Linked DNA regions of Mus musculus: region 2 is linked to region 1. A link is a contact called in public HiChIP or PLAC-seq data. All regions are on one chromosome and are shown on one strand. The core of a region is the stretch at or near the end of the contact, and the rest is flanking DNA. Distances in the headings are between cores, read along the strand shown. Region 1 has its middle 36 kb from the start of Gm31658. Region 2 holds the start of Oxsm (3-oxoacyl-ACP synthase, mitochondrial).

What was found. HiChIP or PLAC-seq counts read pairs in DNA pulled down with a chosen protein or histone mark.
Region 2: an H3K27ac HiChIP or PLAC-seq map of thymic regulatory T cells shows a contact between it and region 1, with 5 times the contacts expected there. The contact joins the promoter of Oxsm here to the enhancer-like site in region 1. A contact is called at or near these places in 3 of 39 promoter capture datasets (cranial neural crest, hippocampal neurons and pre-B cells) and 9 of 115 datasets of contacts at active chromatin or transcription factors (acute myeloid leukemia, astrocytes, double positive thymocytes and 6 more).

The regions. Positions count from the first base shown.
Region 1 is chr14:15,271,127-15,274,055 of GRCm38.p6, reverse strand. No RefSeq gene overlaps it. Among named protein-coding and RNA genes, the nearest start is that of Gm31658, 36 kb to the left of the region's middle. Within about 2 kb of position 1,490, at least 12 of the 459 cell types and tissues checked have an H3K27ac peak or open chromatin away from gene starts, as enhancers often do. A contact at or near this core is called in memory CD8 T cells and thymic regulatory T cells, where this site is marked.
Region 2 is chr14:16,242,058-16,244,798 of GRCm38.p6, reverse strand. It overlaps Oxsm (3-oxoacyl-ACP synthase, mitochondrial), which reads left to right and starts at 1,468. Exons shown (of 3, transcript NM_001359883.1): 1 at 1,468-1,509; 2 at 2,001-2,741. The coding sequence starts at 2,032.

The DNA of each region.
Region 1 (2,929 bases), core at 241-2,740:
GGGAATGCAGCATTACAACAGCCTTCAGGATAACAGCTCAGAACTACCTTCTAGAGAGGCTATGCTTCCTATGTAAGGATCTTTCTTCACTCCTACTACAAGGAACAATACTAATTATTTTCTTTTTTGTGGCAGTTTAATGTTTCCCCAGGGTTGGTGCCCTTGGTTTTAGAAACTGGCTTAGAATACTCATGTCCAGGAATACAAATGCTACACAATGTGAATTTCATTTTCTGCTTGGTTTTGTAAGTGAAATCATACTCTGTTACCACTCCTGTCTGCTGCCACCAAAGGCATTAATGAAATGTGACTTCCAGAATTAGTTTTCAAGATTGTCTTCCATTACACTCAGTTGTCTGAAAATGCTTTTTAAAATCTATGTCTAGACACAATGAGGTGTGGGGAAAGTCACTCTTACTAATGCTCAGTGAGGTCTGCTAGTCACATAGATTGTTTAATCTCTGGATTTAAAGGTCAAGACCTGCACAGAGATTTTAACAGTTACAACTGAGAGCTGTTCTCAGATAAAAACTACACAGATTCATGTTTCACTGTTTGGAGCCCAAGTTTCAGGTTGTCTTCAAAATTGATGTTTCAATTCATCAAAACCTCAGAAGTTGATACAGAGCCAACCATCCTTCAGAAATACATCCTTCTCTTGATCTAAGCTCTTTGTTCTGGATGTGGTTTCTGAAGCACAAAGTTTGAGAGTGAGATGAAAGACCTTGGGGCCATTTCCCTGTGGACAAACTCTCAGCTCTCATTCTGAAGAAACCACACTTAGAAGTGGTCAGCATGGGAAAGAGGTAAGCAGCACACTGTTCACATGGCTCTAGCTGCAGCACAGTATCTTCCAGCATCTCTTTGTAAGCCGGCCAATTCATTGTGACTTAATGTTTACACAGACCTGACTAAGGTTGCACAGTTCTGTGATCAGGCTGTACCCATGGGACATGTAGAAGTATTCTTGAATCATAACTTAGTGTTTCCGGTCCACACATGAGGTGAGCAGCTCAGACTCACTCCTCTTGTGGCACTGTTAACACAGCATGATGAGAGCAGCATCCTAGCTTGAAGTGGTTGACAGATGAGAAAATGCATTAGAGTGTGGCTGTAGTCCCAGGTAACGTGTATTTCTATCTAGATAGTGATTAAGAAACACAAAACCGCTCTTTAAATAAATAAATAAGTGAGTATCTGCTTTCAAAATGATGTATACAATGTCAACCTCCCAAAGATAAGTTATGGAAGAAGCAATTGTTAATGTTCATAGTTTCTAAGAATTGTTGGCTTATATTAATTTTTAATTTTCACTGTCTTAATTTTATTATATAGGTAGGAAACATTTTTCCCACTGCTGGGGGCATTGTTTGGGAAGGTTCTGGAAATTTGTTGTCTGGCGTCTAGATAAAGGAAGTATATTTCAAATAGTATAAGCTTTTATGTTTATAGCATAAGCATGTTTCCTGTCTCATCTCTACATCCTGTTTTGTTGAGATGTGACAAGGTGAGAAAAAAATAGCCAAACACTATACCATCCCTTTCTGCTTTCATAGACTACACCCTCAAGCTATAATCAAATGCCAGCTTTTCTCCATTAAATTGCTTCTTGCCTGGCATTTGTTTGCAGAAATGTTAAAAGTAACTAACACAGAAGTTTGATAACAAGAAGTTGGGTTGTGAAAGTTGGATTGGGAATGTGAGTGTATGATTATGTAGATCATAGGACCAAAGAACATTAAGCATAGCTGCATGCATTATTCTGGTAGGAGCTCATGAGACCAGAATGAAACAGTAAAACTAGAGACACTGAAGGTTATTTTCTGCTTCTGGTTCTATAGAGATACAGGTGAGGAGACCTAGCCCTACTAGAGTGCCTTCTCACTTACAGTGGACTATATACTCATCTCTTGGTTAATTTTTGCTGTAAACTCAAACAGAATTGAAGTGTCTTTAGTCTTGTCTGTATAGCTGCTTCCAGGATGACAGAATGACACAGCCTAAGTTGCTCCTATTGAGCAAATTGTCACAACTGTAAGAAACATAACTAACCTTCCAACCATGATCCAAAGTTAATTCTTCCTCTCTGACAATGGTTTTTGTCAGGCATTTGGTTATAGAAATAAGAAAAACAACTGATACACATGTAGATTGGGAGGCGGCAACAGATTAATCAATACACAGAGAAAATACAAATTTGTTCTAGAAAGGTAAATAAGACTCATTTTTGGTTCCGTATCAAATCTCTGCTGACTTTTATCCTCAGTAAATAGGTTAATGTTAGAATCTACCTTATTGAAACTGACATTCGTGAGTTATAGGAATCATGAGATGAAACCAGGAGCCCTGAGGACTTTACCAGCTCCTTACATTCTTCTCACAGGCTTTGTTGTTGTTGTTTTAAAGATAAGAACAAGTGCCAGGTGTGGTGGTGCACGCCTTTAATCCCCGCACTTGGGAAGCAGAGGCAGGTGAATTTCTGAGTTCGAGGCCAGCCTGGTCTACAGTGAGTTTCAGGACAGCCATGGCTACACAGAGAAACCCTTTCTTGAAAAAATAAAATAAAATAAAGATCAGAACATCCTAGGTAATCAGGAGTAGAACAAGAAGAGAGTCCGGTTAAATTTTCAAATTTATCCTATTTTTCTGGGACACCTCCTGACATGGGTCTATGGTGAAAGGAGTTAGCAAGGTCTTCTCTTCTGTCCCCACTCATACCAACTCTGCACTAAACAAGAAAGACAGTGAAGTACTGGTAAATTATGGTAGGATGTCATGGGAGAAAGAAATAATCACTTTTCCTCTGCCTAGTGCCCACTCTGAGATCTGCTAGAGATCATTATCAGTAATCACGTCAGGCCCCAAGCTAAATGACTAGTCAACATTGGCACATTTAATACTCATCCAGTCCAGTAAGATGCATAGCTAC
Region 2 (2,741 bases), core at 219-2,718, 970 kb before region 1:
TGAGAACAATTCTTTCCCTGGGAAGATGTAAACAAATACCCAGCCTCTTTATAAAGCAACAACAATAAATCAAAGCAAAATCCCCAGGTCCGACTTAGGGCACTCTAAGTTTATTCAGCTTACTTCAGAGCATGGGTGAAGGGTTCCTTACAGGAGTAAGTGCCTAGGGCATCTGCACGGCCAGAAAGTTTCACTGCAGCATGGATGATGACATGACTTCTCCATGGCTGCATAGACAGAGTTCCCCTTTCAGCTAACCTTCCACAGTCCACATACCCCAATGCCTTTTGAGATCAGAAATTTGTATGTAAAACAAATTGCCAAAAGGTACTGGAGGAAACAGCACAATTTTCACTGCAGGGAGATCATACTAAGCAAATGGTGAGCTACTGGATCAGGAACAAGTTGAATTTTCTTAAACATTTTAGACAGAGTAGACAATAAATCATATCCAGGAGTAATGAGGAAATAGCTAAACTTACCTCAGATTCTTTTCTACATTTGGAAAGCAAGCATACGTGGCAACGATGGCCTGAAGAGGTTATTGCCCACAAGAAAATATATAATCATGACTACAAGATAGCATAGTCTATCCTTTATCTGAAGAAAAAGCAAAGCTCACACGTGGGACAGACTTGAACAGTTAATAGACATCCCCTGGCTGTGTTGCTACTTATCCTACTTATCCATTACAGATTTATCTCTGAGCAAGTAAAACTTTCGTAAGCTCAGGAATTTCCACTTCAGATATTGGGCAATCTTCTGGTCACTTCCTGTCATGAGTCAGCCCTTTTTATTGTTACAGAAGTAGCTGTTTACATCATTTGCTAAAGTAAATAAAGGTAAGGAAAAATGGAGGTAGAGGGGACACCATAAGCACTGCAGATCACTACAGACGTTAGGTTTTGTTATATTTTAAAGACAAAGTCTTCAGGTTGGTAGCCCAGGCTCCCTTTGCACTCTCTCCACAGCTGAGGACAGAGCTCCTGATCCTCTGCCGCCCAGGTGCTGAAATTGAGCGGTACCATTATCTGATCTCTTTGCAAACCTTTAAAAGTTTTGTAACTAACGTCTCCTAACAAATTCTCAACGTCTTTGCACATTTCTAAGTATTCAGCCATAGTATTATTTTATTGTCTACGTGGCATTTAGATGTTTCCCCAAACGACCTCGGTTTCTTGGTGACATTCTGAAGAGTTCTATGAATATTTTCTACAGAGCTACCAGGGAGGCTACAGCTATAGGTCCTCCCCGGAATGTCCTGGGGAAATGACAGCCGCCCTTCTCTGGCAGCACAGGAATATCTAGGCATTATCGCTGTTGACTAGGTGAGGTTTCCCAAGCGATCAAAACAGGCTCTGAGGCTAGAGCGGGGCACTCACAACCCGGAACCCGGAGGAAGCTCTGGCCGGAGCGTCTGACCTCTGACATCAGGCACCGGGCGGAAACGCTGCGCTGCGGATGAGTGCGCATGCGCACTCGGTGGGCGCCCGCAAAGGCTTGTTTCAGGTAGTGACTGCAGTGTGCACCCGGGTTTCAGGGTAGGGGTGGAGGGCGTCGCGTGGCTGTGAATCCCTGAGAGCTCCTAACGCTGAGCTCGGGAAGTTACACCCGGCCTTCCTAATACGGCGGTGCTGGGCTGTGGCGGGACCGCCTGAAAGGTTATCTGCCCTACACGGAAGTAGATAAAGTGCACAAGGCAGAATGGGCCTGAGGCGGCCTCCTGTGCATTAATCTTAGAAATGCCACATGGACTCAGTCCACACTGTACAGTAATCTTCGGTGAGCCTGAAGAAGGATGCCCCCTGTAGGGTGGGTTGGCGTTGTAAAACCCAGTGAGCTAGCTATCAGTTGACAGTCTGAAGGACCTCATAGATTACAAATAAAAGTTAAGTCCAAGCGAGGGTTGCATTTCTCTGTGACCACAGTCACACCTAGGGTGTGTGTAAGATTCTACTGTCGTTTAAATGATGCTTGCTGTCTCTTGTGGTCTATTCCAGGAATGTGTTTCTGATCTTCTGAATTTCAACCATGTTGTCAAAATGCTTGCAACATTTTCTAAAAGCCACAATCTCCCATCCATATCCAGCGTCATATTCTTGGTTAATAAGCAAACACAGATTTTATGGAACTGTGCCAGCAGCCATGTTGCGCAGACGAGTTGTCATCACAGGCATTGGCCTAGTGACACCACTTGGCGTTGGGACTCAACTAGTTTGGGATCGGCTTCTCCGAGGAGAAAGTGGAATTGTTTCTGTGGTTGGTGATGAGTACAAGAATATCCCTTGCAGTGTAGCTGCTTATGTACCAAGAGGTCCACATGAAGGTCAGTTTAATGAAGAAAACTTTGTGTCCAAATCAGATGCCAAGTCCATGTCTTCTTCCACCATCATGGCTGTTGGGGCAGCAGAGTTGGCCCTGAAAGACTCCGGCTGGCATCCGAAACGAGAAGCAGATCAGGTGGCTACTGGCGTTGCCATTGGCATGGGCATGGTTCCTCTTGAAGTTATTTCTGAAACTGCTTTGCTGTTTCAGACCAAAGGTTATAATAAAGTCAGCCCATTCTTTGTCCCTAAGATTCTGATCAATATGGCTGCAGGCCAGGTTAGCATTCGCTACAAACTCAAGGGCCCCAATCACTCAGTGTCCACAGCCTGCACCACAGGTGCACATGCTGTGGGAGACTCCTTTAGATTCATAGCCCATGGTGACGCAGATGTGATGGTGGCTGGGGGCACAGA